Regions from separate parts of the Sus scrofa genome. Here regions 1, 2 and 4 are each linked to region 3. A link is a contact called in public HiChIP or PLAC-seq data. All regions are on one chromosome and are shown on one strand. Each heading gives the region's core, a stretch centred on a gene start, on an enhancer-like site or on the middle of the called end of the contact. The rest is flanking DNA. Distances are from core to core; before and after follow the strand shown. Region 1 has its middle 120 kb from the start of ABCA1. Region 2 has its middle 91 kb from the start of SLC44A1. Region 3 overlaps ABCA1 (ATP-binding cassette, sub-family A (ABC1), member 1). Region 4 has its middle 81 kb from the start of ABCA1.

Region 1 (3,329 bases), core at 117-2,616, 180 kb after region 3:
GGGACGCTGTCATGTGGGGAGGAGGGAGAGAATGTCTGGAGGAGGAGACAAAAGGGAGGTCTCAAAAAGAGGGTTGTGGGAGGAGGACAAGCAAAGATTGGAGACATGACAGTGGAGAAACAAAGGAATACCCAGGGGGGACTTCCTTCAAATGCCTAAACAGTGAAACTTGTCCCTACCCACTGGTGCAATTTAAGTGATGAAGTAGCAAGAGTCCCAAATCTCTGTCCTCCATCCTGATGGCCTTTGCAGGGATTCATATGCCCTTTAGAAAGAGAACAGCTCAAACCTCCCGTAGAACTCATTGAGGACCCCATCTTAGGAAGCTGGACCCCTCCTGTATCTCATCTCCTGACATTAGCTCCCCTGAAGCCCCCAGGGGTCTCCAGGCAGAGAGGATTAGGGAGCAGCAAATGCCAGTCCCAGCTGGGACACACTGAGCCAGTCTCCTTGTTCCTCTGCCTCCTGGTTCCCTGGTTTGGTAACAGATAATCACAGTAGGACAGACAGGCAGTCAGTCTCTCACCCTTTCCACCCAGGAAGGTCCAGCACACTGGGGAATGCTGCCCTCCCTTTAGGGATAAAGAGACTCAGAAGAAGAACCTGCATGAACACCACCCCATCCACACAGTACAAGAGGGAATAAGCAGTCAAGGTCATGTCCATTTGTATTCAAAGCCTTCTTACCACATTAGCAGTGGACATATGTGCTAAGTAGGACAGCCAGCCTGGCATATTTTTCCCTTTCCAGACTAGGTTGACTCTGGGTCCCCTTCCCCTAACACTCCTTCTCCACCCCCAAACACACACACCTCACCCCACTACTGCCACCACCACCTTTACCCACAACACCAAGTCCCAACCCAACAACGAGAAAAGGCCTTCCCTCAGGAAAAATGACTGTCCCCAGTACCATTCCTGACACTGGCCCTGTGCTGACTCAGGACGGGGGAGACCCCGAGCTGCCCCTGCCCAGAGGAGCTCTCGTACGGGGAGGAGACAGTCCTAGAGGCATGTGACACTGACCTGCTCTCAAAGAGCATCTCAGTTCTGGGATTCTGGGCCCCCTCCACGAAGACCCAACTGCCCTCCCCAATCCATCCTGGAAGGTGGGCACCTGGGAACAGGGAATGTTCCCAGGTGGCAGAGGGGGCATATGGAGAGCATAAGAGGGAAACGGAAGCTAAGAGAGTCTCCCTGACACCCTGATTAGCTTCAATCCATAGGAGCCTCAGTCCCCCTCCCCCTGCCTAGCTGGCTGCTGTCCTGGTGCCAGTGACTGAAGATAGTCACTGTGGCTGAAGGAAACCCACAGGGTGACCGCTAGTAACCCAGCTGCACATGACGGTGGCCAGCTGCCAGACAGCTTCCTCCTGGAGGTTTCTAGCTGATAGCAGCTGTGGAGTCAGACAAGCAGTGACTTCTAGGCTGTTCCAAGGGGATGGCAAGTCCAGGGCCTATATACCAAACTGGCTTCCAACACACACCTAGGTAATCAGCTAAGTTCAAAAAGGACTTCCTAAAGGCCTCAGGGTCTCAGGCCAGCTAGTATATCTAGATTAGGAAAAAAAGCAAACATGTGAAGCTTACTCACCCCTGGCTGAAGCACACAGAACAGTTCAAAATGCAGTTTTCATTCCATTTTGTAATTTCGCCTGTCTAACAATGCTAAGAAGTATTCTGCAGACTCTGATCCTGGGCATGCCACTCAGCCCATCTGTGCCTCAGTAACCATCTTCATACAGTAAGGAGAAAAAAAATCACCTATGTCACTTTCTAGCTATGTGTCCTTGGCAATGTATTTAACTTAACTGTGCTCCAATTCCCCTCGTCAAATGGGGTCAGAAATAGAACTAACCTCATGGGATAGCTGGGAAAATTAAATAAGTTAATTTACTTAATAAACTAAGACAATGGCTGACTACATAGAAAGTATGCAGGAAATGCTGGGAACAATTATTCTTTCTGTCATTATTAATCACAGGATGTTATGAGGATTAATAAAATAATAGCTGGCATTTGTTGCATACTGACCATGTGTCTGGCACTGGGCTATCTTTTCTAGGAATTACCTTATTTGGTAATGTTGAGCACATGCCGAGTGTAGCACCTCACACAGAGTCCTCATTAAATAGCAGCCATCAAACTCACCCTCTCCCCCATTCTACAGAAGAGGAAACTGCTCAGGGTTTTAATGACTTGCCCAGGACTATAAAGCTAATAAGTAGGAGCACTTTGACTTGAATCCAGGTTTTCTGGAAAATACATCTTCATGATCTTACACACTTAGCTCTTACTCCTGCCTGGTCCTCAACATTGTAGCTAAAACTGCCTTCCCTTCAAGAAAACTGCCAGAGGACATATCTGCTGCTCAACTGGAAAGCACCTGAGCTGCTCTGCACACAACTGCTTCAGTGCCTGCGCTGGGATGGGCTGAGCTGGCCTCCTGATAGTTCTTACCCTTCAGGAGTTGCAGTCACAGATGCATGCAAGTGAATGAGATGGGGTTGTGAACATTCCCAAGAAGCAGAGCTTACCCCAAATCTAGCTCTGCCCTTCTATCCAAAAGTCCCCCTGCTGAGATTCTGTGGTAAAGCCCACCAGAAAAGAGCTCTGAATCCCCCTAAATTGAGCAAAAACAGTCCATAACCAGCAGCAGCCAGCTGAGGAATGACAGGTGTGTGCCTACATGTTATATCTCAAAGGCAGTGTTTCACTGAACACATGACTTCTGGACCGTGGGCAAGTCATTTTCCCTTTCCAGTCCACATTTCCCTCATCTATAATACTGAAATACTAAGACGGCTCCAGTTGGGTGACTCTAAGGACCAAATGAGAGAATGAGTATCAGAATACAGAGCCTGGCAGGAGGGGAGTTAGCACACAGTGTGCACTCCACAAATGCTCACTGAGCAGCTGAAATCTGACAGCCCAGAGCACAAAACTGGAACACAGTAAAGGGAGCATGAGCAATGTGGGGTGGAGAATATGGGGATGTGAGACATCAACCTCTACTGATGAATAAAAGCCTCTGCCCAATGCAGATGGCTCTGACCTGGAACAGGAGACTCTCCTGAGACTTTACAAAAGCCCACTTTCTTCTGGCATGTGGCAGAAGGTACAGATGGCAGCCATGGGGAGATGTGAGCAATGAGGCAACAAGAAAGCAATTAAGCTGTCTTCACATTTGATCCTGAAGTATTCATGGAATGAGCTGGTCCCTGTCAAGGAACTGGTGTGCACTGAGAAGGACCCACAAGCAGTGGTGTACTGGAGATTACATGTATCTGCTCACAAGAGCCAATTATTATATTTGCAAAACTTTTGCT
Region 2 (3,407 bases), core at 678-3,177, 230 kb after region 3:
TCATTAAAATGCCTACAAATGATACATGCTGGCAAGGGTGTAAAGAAAAAGAAACCTTCCTACACTGTTGGTGGGAATGTAAATTGGTGTGGCCACTATGGAGAACAGTATGGAAGGTCTTTAAAAAATTTAAGAGTTACCATATGATCCAGCAACCCCACTTCTGGGCATACATCCAGAGAAAACTCTAATTCAAAAAGATACATGCACCTAAGTGTTCACAGCAGCACTATTTACAATATCCAAGACATGCAAGTAACCTAAGTGTCCATCAACAGATGAATGGATAATGAAGATGTGGTATATATATACACATATAACTACTGGAATATTATTCAGCCATTAAAAAGGACAAAATTTTGCCATTTACAGCAATAAGATGGGTTTGGAGGGCATAATGCTAAGTGAAATAAGTCATACAGAGAAGATAAATATCATACGGTATCACTTACATGTGTAATCTAAAATATGATACAAATGATCTTATTTACAAAACAGAAACAGCATCACAGACATAGAAAACTTATGGTTATCAAAGGGGAAAGTGGGGGAGTATAAATTAGGAGTTTGGAATTAGCAGATATAAATTGCCATATATAAAATAAACAACAAGGTCCTGTATATTCCAGGGAACTACAGTCAATCTCTTATAATAAACCATAATGTAAAGGAGTATAAAAGAATGTATATATACATATATATATGTGTGTGTATGTATATGTATAGTTGAATCACTTTGCTGTACAACCAGAAACTAACACAACACTGTAAATTAACTATACTCCAATTTTTTTAAATTTAGTATTTAGCCCTCTACCCCAAAAAAAACACTTTGCCAACTTTTGCCTTACTCTTTTACAGCTCCCCTAAAAGGCCAAGGTTTGAGTCAGGACTTGGCCTGAGGAAAGAAACACAAGTAGAGGAGGTGTTGCTGACACTTATAAAGAATGAGTCCAGATATCTCCTGGGCTACAGCTCAGTGTTAGCTGATTAGAAATGGGTAGATATTTGTAAATATTGGGCTAGGTGGACCAGAGGATGAGACTGAGGCACACAAGTCGAGTGCAAGGAAAAGGATGGTTGGGGATTTGCCCAAGAATTCAAGAGGGAACAAAGTCAAACCACCTTTACTGGGTTGAGCTGTGAAGGTAGAGAACAGTAACAATGGCTAACATTTCTAGAACACCTGCTGTGTACCACATGCTTTTCCAAGCACACTTCTCATAGTAGTAGTATTATTATTCCTACTTGACAGATGAAGAAACTGAGGCAGAGAAGCAAAGTCACCTGCCAACAGCTGCACAGCTTCTAAGTAATAAAGCCAAGATTTTAAACAAGATAGTTTGATTTTAGGATCCATATTCTTAACCACTACACTACACTCTCTCTCAGACACATTGATGGAAGAAGGAAGGAAAGCAGGTAGAAAATAAGAATAGGAAAGATTGTGGTGATAAGCCACATCTTGAACCCAAAGGACAAGCAGAGAAAGGCAGGTCCAGGCCATAGTCAAAGGCAACAGTGAGCATTTTCCCAATCATTTTATAGTTACAGCTTGGGTTAATGGATGCAGACTATTGCCTTTGGAATGGATTAGCAATGAGATCCTGCTGTGTAGCACTGGGAACTCTATCTAGTCACTTATGATGGAACATGTAATGTGAGAGAAAAGAATGTATACATGTATGTGTAACTGGGTCACCATGCTGTACAGTCGAATAAATAAATAAAAGGTATAGTTACAGCTAAGCCTTCTCTATGCCAAATGCTGAGCATACAGAGATGAGTGCGACTTAGGCTACGGGGGAACACAATCATAAGTTAACAGGCAATGTTAATACAGACTGGATTAAGTCCTATATAGCACTGGAGGGGCCTAGCAAAGAAAGATGCCCCACCAGTATATTTGGAAGCTGTACCACTAAGCTTAGTAGAGCCAGGTGGTTGTGGAGCTTGGGCTGCCCAGGGTCACCTAGATGAACCATCTCCACCTCCAGAATAGGTCACAAAAAAAGACTGGGTTCAAAGGACCACTGGAGAGCCTAATGAGCACCCATGTACCAGAAGAGAGAAGCAAAGGCATAAAACCAGAAGAAAAGTGATGGGTCAAAAGCCCAGCAGCTACTATCAGAAACAGGGGTGTGGTGGTAGGTAGGCAGCTGGGGAGCCCAGATCAACTAGCAGAAGCCAGAATGGAGCAAGCAGAGATGCAACAAGGGGATTTGAGCTTGTCTGGGTCCTCATGCCATGTCATCTTCCCTACCTCACAGCTTTATCCCTCATTTTATTTCCTAACAGCTGACTCTCCACCGGCATTATGAACTGGGAACTTACTGACTCTGGTGCCCTCTAGTGCTAGGGAAAATCTGGCCAGAGTTAAGCATTTTATACTAATACTCCTATACTCCATCCTGCCATCCAGCTGACCTTCCCAGGATGAGCTAATAGCCTTCCGCTAAAAGGAAGTATCCGGCTCCTTCTCTTACATTTCTCCTCAGAAACATTCCATCCAGAGCTTAAGGCTGCCAGTGACCTGGCAGTGTTGGTGACTTCACATTCTCCCTCTGGGAAGTGAAGTGACTTAGCAGTCATAAAGAGCAAGATAACAGTGCAAATCGTCAGCGGTCTTGGCAGAGCAGAGAAATGTCAGAGCTGTTGGGTGTCTGAAGGGAGCCGCAGGTCCTGGGGTTAATGTAACAGAAAAAAAATGACAGCATACAGAGTTGAAGGCTAGTCCAACAATTATCAAGTCCTCAGGGAGCAAGTCTCTTGTTGACTCTGTTCTAACAATAGGAAGGGTGGTGTGCTACACCATCATTCTTCCTTCCTGATTTACAGCATACTGACCGACATGCCTGTTCTGGGCATTACCGTGTGCACAGTTGCCGATGTTCTATTATATTGGACATCCGTGGTATTGTTTGCCCAGAACCCCCTCCTCATGGGAACTACTCACCCCACCCATATCCATATGGCAAATATCTATGTGGTCTTATCTTCCCCCACACATTTGTCTAGAGGTGAGCATTTGACCGTAGGTGAGCTAGCAGAGCCTGTCTTTAGGAGTCTCCCAACCTGAATATGAGAATCTCTCTTTGGTGGTAGAAGTTGAAAAATATGAAAACCTTCAGTAGCTACATTTAAAACCATGTGGAAGAATGCTGCCTGCAGGAAAGAAGGTCAAAATTTAGAAAGAAGTGGAGATTAAGAAGATAAAAAATTTCTTGGCAGCCTCCAAGTCTAAGGACCCAGTTGTTCCTGAGGCCAGGTTACAGCCATGCTTCCTGCAGTTGGTTATGAGATTCCATGAGGAAGTAAATTTACAGGGTTTTAGCCTAAGTTACTTCCAGCTTGAGCTTCTTCTAATTGATTACAACAGTCTAAATCAACCAGGACTTGTGGTAGCA
Region 3 (3,349 bases), core at 425-2,924:
GCCTCCTATGTGCACTTCCCCTGAGCTGCAGTTCTCTGAAACCACATCTTTCTCCCCAGAAGAACACCAGTGCCTGAGGGTCGGGACTTTGGAACTCCAAGGTGTGGCAGTGCCTCGCACAGCGGAGGTGGGTGGGGAAGGAATGGAGGAACACAAGGGAGCAAATCAAGTCATGAGCTGTAGTGATCTGCTGTGGGACAAAACAGGACATGCGTGTGAAACAAACCCGTCAAGAGAGCGCTCAGGTCTCCGGAAGTTCCCCCCACCCCACAGGTGCATCAGCCCAGGTCAGGAAGACAGTCAGGAGAGTGGGAGCTGGAGGCAGGGCGTGGGGACATGTCCATAACAAGACAAGTGGGGATGACAAGAGCATCTACCTCACAGGGCTGAGCTGGAGGTTAAATGAGGTCCCAGTAGGAAGCCTGGAACCAAGAAAAGGTCTCCATAAAGGATAAACTAACACCATCATCACTTTCAGAAAAGACACCTCAGTGGCTTCATTGCTAGTCTGACCCCAAAGCATATGCTTTCAGAATAGATAAGAACAGAGGAGCAACTGTGCCAACTAAGTCGATGCTGAATTTTTGATCTAAGATATATGTGTATGTGCACATGCACGCGTGCGCATGTGTGTTGTGTATTTGCCTGGCTGAGTTCCTGCATCAGAAAAAAGGATTAATTTTTTCTGCTGATACTGTCTATTAGGGGAAGAAAAGGTTGAATGTGACTGATTTGTCTATTCAGAACTTTAGAGAATCAACGGAATGATCACCTCTATAGGATCACTGCAAGGACGGACACAGGAGGAAGATGACAAGTAAGAGCAACCAATGGCTGGAGGCAAGATAGAGAACACTTAATGGAAAAGACAACCAGTCCTTGGCCATTTACTCTTGCCCACATGACCTTATCTGTAATGGGTGGGTGGGTTGTAGACGATGATTTCAGAGGTCTTCTTATTGTTGGTACTGAAAGGTACTAAGTCAGCACTCAACAGGCATCAGAAGATCTGAATTCAGGTCCCAGCTCTGCTGTTTCCTAACCGTGTAACCATTAACCTCACTCTTCCCCTTTTCTGACTCTCTCTGGCCTCCTCAGTTTCCTTAGACGTAAGATGGGGTAATAATAACAGGCACAGGTTGTTGTGCAAACCCAGATCAAGAAAGTACAAGTACCCTTTTGGAGGCAAGAGTCTCATGAGCTTCCACGGGTCACTGAGAGGATGTACCTGCTGTCAGAGAACACGGTCATCCAGTTGCTGGACCAGTCACTAAATAAAACGTTGCGTCCCTGCTGCCCTGCAGACAAGACAGAAAGTCCCCATCCAGCAAAAGGCCCCGAGAACCTCCCTGCTGCCATCTCTCCGATATGGACCAAAATACTTGATCCCCTGAACTCAGCCTCCTTAGTTTTGCCTTGAGGAGCCCATGGTGCATGTCCTTTTCCAGAGAATTTTACTTTGGGTGCAGGAGAGTGGGGCAAAGAAAAGGAGAAAAAAACAAAAAAACAAAAAACCGATTCAAGAGCTTAGAGTCTAAAGAACAAAAAAAGTGAAATGTGTGTTTGTGGGCTGAGGACAAACAGGACAGAATTCTCAGTCTCTTGCCAGTCCTCTGGGCAGGCTCTCAGCACAGGCTAAGGAAATTCTTCTGTGGGAGGCAGAGAGGGGTGGGAGGGCAGGACTCTTGCACCAGGGGGATGCTTTCATCCCCAGAGTGTTCCTCCTGCTTCTTCCCCAGCCTGCCCTGAGTGCAATGGAGGAGAAGGGGGGAGGGACGGGGGGGGGGGGCGGCAGGGAGGGCAGCCTCCCAGGAAAGCGGAGGAGGGAAACCCTCAGCTGAGCTGGCTGCGGCGGCGGGGTTACTCTCGGTCAATGCCCTCCAGTCCCCAGCTCAGTTTCAAGATCGCTGTAGTCTCTTTTGTTCAACATAAAAAGAAACCACAGCGATCAGCTGCTTGAGAAGTAGATGGAGGAGGCAAAGGAAGAAAAAGGAGAAGCAGAGAAAGAGATCATGTCAGCATCTAAGGCCCAGATACTCTTCTTAAAAGGACACCCAGGGGGTCTCCCAGCCCTGACCCATCACACCGGCAGTGGCCTCGAGGGGTCTCAGCCAGATCTCACTCCTGGCTTTACTCAGCCTAAGCCAAGCCTTATAAACAAGAAGACCTCAAAACATTTCTCTGCCAGAAGAGGGCTGGGAACAAACATGCTCAGCTTCTTCTGGGTGTTTGTTGCTGTTGTTGTTTTGGTTTGTTTTCCTGATGTTAGGGCTCCACTTTCTTCAAGAGTAGCTCCTGCCTGCTTCTCTGAGAGGGGTGCAGCCCTCAGGGAAAACCAGGGCCTCTGTGGGAACGTCAGGGCTCTAGAGAAGGGAGTTAGGCAGAGTGACCTGGCTGCTCCCTGAGGTGACTCCTCAGAGCAGGTGGGAGGAGGCTGGGAGCCTGCGGTCAGCACCTCTCCCTGCTGTTCATCTGGGCCCCAGCATCCCAACCGAGGAACAGTGGAGGTTTGCTGAGGGATCCCAAGACACCCCTGAAAGATCTAGAGTCTGGCTAACATGGTTCCTATCTCAGTTCTAGAAGTTTTCAGTTATGGGGCCTTGAAGAAGTCACTTGGGCTCTCTGATCCTGTATTTTTCTCTAAACAAAGGCTGATCATACCGGGGGAGAGGGTGGCTTAAGTAAATACTAAAGACACTAAATGTCTTACTGACTCACACATATTGTAAGAAAAAATATAAGCTTAGAAATCAAACAAGCTCAAAATAATTGTTGATAAAGTCTTGGATGACACTTACGTGAAGGGTTCCACAGAGAAACCAGAATATGTAGGCTTCTGCTTCCTGAACCCTTTGTGGCAAGTCCCAGGGAAGCCAGATACTTCTCCTGAGACCAACGGGAGCATCACAACTTTAGGAACCACATATTCTTTATTCTACATGGAATGGAACTTGCATTAGTTCAACAAACTTCTAAATGGCTGCTGAAGCAAAATACCAGAACTATGATTTCAAGTGGCAATAGTTCTTGGAGCTCCTTGAAGGCAGGAGCCTGTAATAAAAGATGCTGTATAAAAACAGAATCCCTGCCCTTGCCTTCCAAGAGATGGACAGAGGGTCAGGTGAGCAGAACTGGGAGTCTCCAGCCTTCTCTGCCACTGTAGAATCTGTCAACACTGAAATGGAGGGATGGAGAGAGACATGACATGTCTTTCCCAGATCCATCTACGAAGGCAACAGTATACCTGTGTCTTACTGAGAGGTGGGCAAAGTGGGAGAGGTTGTCAGGAGCCCCTGGAACCAGGACTGACATCAGCTAATAAGAAGCTGAATGGTAACCAGGTCCTCAA
Region 4 (3,471 bases), core at 74-2,573, 130 kb after region 3:
AGCTTTAAGACAAAAAATAGCTAAAGAAACTGTTAAAATGTAACAACATAACTTGTATCTTCCCTGTTTCTTACTCTATCACAAACCCTTGCTAAAAACAGAATGTACTAAAAATAGAAACTACCCCTTTCCCTATGTAACTGCCTGATCCCTAAACTGTGGGGAGCCTGAGTTCTCTCTGTTCAATGCTCCCCACCAATCTGTTGGTTGATAAACCTGCTTGAGATCTCATTGCTCCAGTCTCTGCCTTCTTCTTCCCTTGACTTTTGTAACAGCACTTTCAAATGCTTTGACAAGAATGGAAATGTCTGACTAGCATTGGATTAGACTATACCCAAGTTCCCTTCTAGTTCTAATGTTCTTTGAGATCGAAGAGGAATATGGATATTAAAGAAAAACAACTCTCTGAAACATTACTCGGAGTAAAACATTTGTATTCTAAAAGGAATCAAACACTATTCCTGTTTAATGGTGCAAACAAGCTTTATTTTAAAGATCGATAATCAAATGAGAGTCAGTGGACTTAACTATAACAAATATTAAAAATCAAAGCAAAAGGGCCTTAGAAATGCAATTTCATGGTTGATTTTTAAGACATTAATATTGTGCTGGAAACTAATCACATGGAGTTCTTATGCAGTGCCTATCAAAACATCTGAACTGCTTTATAAACATTCTCTTCATTCCCCTCAGCAATTCTACAAGCTTTGTGACCAGGATAAATACAGTCTTCTTGGATTACTTAACAGAAAGAAAGGAAAAAAAATAAGAGCAAGGGAAGGGTCTGTCATAATTTACCTCTCCATCAGCCATTTCTAGCATAGTGCTGGCACATGATAGAAGTTCAGTAAACATTTGATCAATGGATAAAAAATTCACCAAGTTGCTACCAACTCTGGCAAATCTCTATTCAGCTGTCCTATATCTTTAGTGTAAGTTTAATATAATGTAATGCCAACCAATGCAATTAATCTTAAATAGCCATGTAGTAGTACAATGTAATTTCAGCTAAAAGTCAGACAACTTTTTAAAAAATTCTATGATCATAGAATCTATAATCCTATCATTGTATTCAAATTTTATCTTCTCATCAGTTCCAATAATCCTTGTCCTGCTCAGAGTTTGCATTATATTTTGCATATATATAATGATTCAGTTTCTTATCATGACATTCTTGGTAAAATAGAGTGGCCTGGATTTGAAGTCAAGTTGTGCATTAATATTTTTTATTCAGAGGTAGGTGAATGACTCCTGGTAACCCCGACTGATTTTAACACTAAAACAGCCTCACCCTCCGATTCATTGAGCAATGGGGAAGTGGTTTGCTGAAGCGGCCTATGTAAAAAAGGATAGAACTGTATTGTACATTAAACATTTGAGTCATATCCCTTGTTCCTTGCTCAAGGATTAAATCTTAAACAAATGATGGAATGCATGGACCAGACACTGCTGGGTTCCAAAGATGAATAGGATGCAATTCTAGCAATCATATGACTGGGGCCTACATGAGCAAGTGGGAGGGTAAATTAAAAAAAAAATGCTCACAAATAACTATGATTCAAGGCAGAAAGTGATCAGAGTACTCAGTTCTCACCAGAGGGAAAAATTATTTCTAGTCAGAGGATCAAAAGATTTTGTAGGAAAAATGTCGTTAGAATTGGAATTCCCCACTTTCTATAGGCATTTATTGAGCTCTGCTGTTCACTAGACTGTGCCACGCCTTGAGTATCCAGAGATAAAAGTGGCACATCTGTGCTCATGGAAAAGTTCTCGGCCTAGCCAGGGAAGAGAAACTTATAAAAAGAAAAATCTCAACCCACCCTGGCAAATGCTCTTTTATGAAAAAGAAGAAAAGCCACTGGAGCACAGAGGATTAAACAGCTAGTTCTGCCTGGGGACCACATGGATGTCAGAAAAAGGGGTAAATAAGAGTTTGTAAGAGAACTGATATTTAACCTTCACAGTGAAGTGGGTGGTTTGCCTGAGGCCTTACATGCATCTGCCTCCTTAATTCTCACAATAACCACTCGAGGGCACCACCATTTTCCCTACTTTATGGATGGAAAAACTACAGCTCAGAGTTTCAATAACTTAAAAGTTGCCTAAAGTCATAAAGCTAGTAAGCAAAGAAGCAGTGGGAATTGAACTCTGGGTTCTGTTGGCTATCTCCAGGTGCCCAAAAGGAAAGGGAAGAAAGTTAGAAGAAAGGCATTTGTTCTCTGAGGCATATGGAGGTTCCCGGGCTAGGGGTCCAGTCAGAACTGTAGCCGCTGGCCTATACCAGAGCCACAGCAATGCGGGATCCAAGCTGCAACTGCGACCTACACGTCAGCTCATGGCAACGCCAGATTCTTAAACCAATGAGCAAGGCCAGGGGTCCAATCCACACCCTCATCATTCCTAGTTGGATTCGTTAACCACTGGGCCATGACGGGAAGTCCAGGAATTTGTTCAAATAGCTTGACCATAAGCCAGGAAGCAGGACAGCCACGTTCTTTTTGGGAAATAACACATAGTACAGATTTTCCAGAGTATAGACTGCCTAATAGTTCAGAATATAGTTGTATCACAATATATATAATCCTTCCTTGAGACTGGATGTTTGATTGTTTCCAACGTTTTGCCATTAAAAGAAATTGATACCACTGATCAAGAAAAAGGACATAGGAAGTGTTGGGGAAGAGGAGAACGTCTATTTCGATGTAATGATAAACAATATGTCTCTCCGAAGAGGTCAGTGGGCATTAAAATCATTGGGCTTTATTCCAAATAGAGCAGGAAGCCAGAACATTCTGCAAAAAGAAATAATAAATTCAAACAAATGGGACCTAATCAAATTTACAAGCTTTTTCACAGCAAAGGAAACCATTAAAAAAACAAAAAGATAACCTACAGAATGGGAGAAAATAGTTGCAAACAATGCAACTGACAAGGGCTTAATTTCCAAAATATGTAAACAATACATACAACTCAACAGAAAAGAAAAAATCCAATTGAAAAAAAAATGGTCAGAAGACCTATATAGACATTTTGCTAAAGACATACGGATGGTCAACAGGCACATGAAAAAATGCTCAACATCACTAATTATTAGAGAAATGCAAATCAGAACTACAATGTGGTACCACCTCACATGGGTCAGAATGGCTATCACTAATAAGTCTGCAAATGACAAATGTTGGAAAGGATGAAGACAAAAGGGAACCTTCCTACACTGTTGGTGGGAACATAAATGGGTACAACTACTGTGGAAAACAGGATGGATGTTCCTCAGAAAACTAAATATAGAACTACCATATGACCCAGCAATCCCACTCCTAGGCATACATCTGGACAAAACTTTCATTCAAAAAGATATATGCACCCCTATGTTCACTGCAGCACTATTCACAAGAGCCAAGACATGTAAACAACCTAAATGTCCATCGACAGCTGAATGGATTAAGAAGATGTGGTACATATTATACACAA

The links. HiChIP or PLAC-seq counts read pairs in DNA pulled down with a chosen protein or histone mark.
Region 1: a contact with region 3 is called in an H3K27ac HiChIP or PLAC-seq map of alveolar macrophages. The contact joins two enhancer-like sites. A contact is called at or near these places in 2 of 2 datasets of contacts at active chromatin or transcription factors (alveolar macrophages and skeletal muscle).
Region 2: an H3K27ac HiChIP or PLAC-seq map of alveolar macrophages shows a contact between it and region 3. The contact joins two enhancer-like sites. A contact is called at or near these places in 12 of 47 Hi-C or Micro-C datasets (adipocytes, alveolar macrophages, brain and 8 more) and 2 of 2 datasets of contacts at active chromatin or transcription factors (alveolar macrophages and skeletal muscle).
Region 4: a contact with region 3 is called in an H3K27ac HiChIP or PLAC-seq map of alveolar macrophages, with 2.7 times the contacts expected there. The contact joins two enhancer-like sites. A contact is called at or near these places in 1 of 47 Hi-C or Micro-C datasets (liver) and 1 of 2 datasets of contacts at active chromatin or transcription factors (alveolar macrophages).

What each region holds. Positions count from the first base shown.
Region 1 is chr1:246,400,580-246,403,908 of Sscrofa11.1, forward strand. No RefSeq gene overlaps it. Among named protein-coding and RNA genes, the nearest start is that of ABCA1, 120 kb to the left of the region's middle. Within about 2 kb of position 1,367, at least 39 of the 83 cell types and tissues checked have an H3K27ac peak or open chromatin away from gene starts, as enhancers often do. A contact at or near this core is called in alveolar macrophages and skeletal muscle, where this site is marked.
Region 2 is chr1:246,456,109-246,459,515 of Sscrofa11.1, forward strand. No RefSeq gene overlaps it. Among named protein-coding and RNA genes, the nearest start is that of SLC44A1, 91 kb to the right of the region's middle. Within about 2 kb of position 1,928, at least 13 of the 83 cell types and tissues checked have an H3K27ac peak or open chromatin away from gene starts, as enhancers often do. A contact at or near this core is called in alveolar macrophages and retroperitoneal adipose tissue, where this site is marked.
Region 3 is chr1:246,224,902-246,228,250 of Sscrofa11.1, forward strand. The region is part of intron 5 of ABCA1 (ATP-binding cassette, sub-family A (ABC1), member 1); the gene reads right to left. Among named protein-coding and RNA genes, the nearest start is that of ABCA1, 52 kb to the right of the region's middle. Within about 2 kb of position 1,675, at least 51 of the 83 cell types and tissues checked have an H3K27ac peak or open chromatin away from gene starts, as enhancers often do. A contact at or near this core is called in alveolar macrophages, retroperitoneal adipose tissue and skeletal muscle, where this site is marked.
Region 4 is chr1:246,358,243-246,361,713 of Sscrofa11.1, forward strand. No RefSeq gene overlaps it. Among named protein-coding and RNA genes, the nearest start is that of ABCA1, 81 kb to the left of the region's middle. Within about 2 kb of position 1,324, at least 3 of the 83 cell types and tissues checked have an H3K27ac peak or open chromatin away from gene starts, as enhancers often do. A contact at or near this core is called in alveolar macrophages, where this site is marked.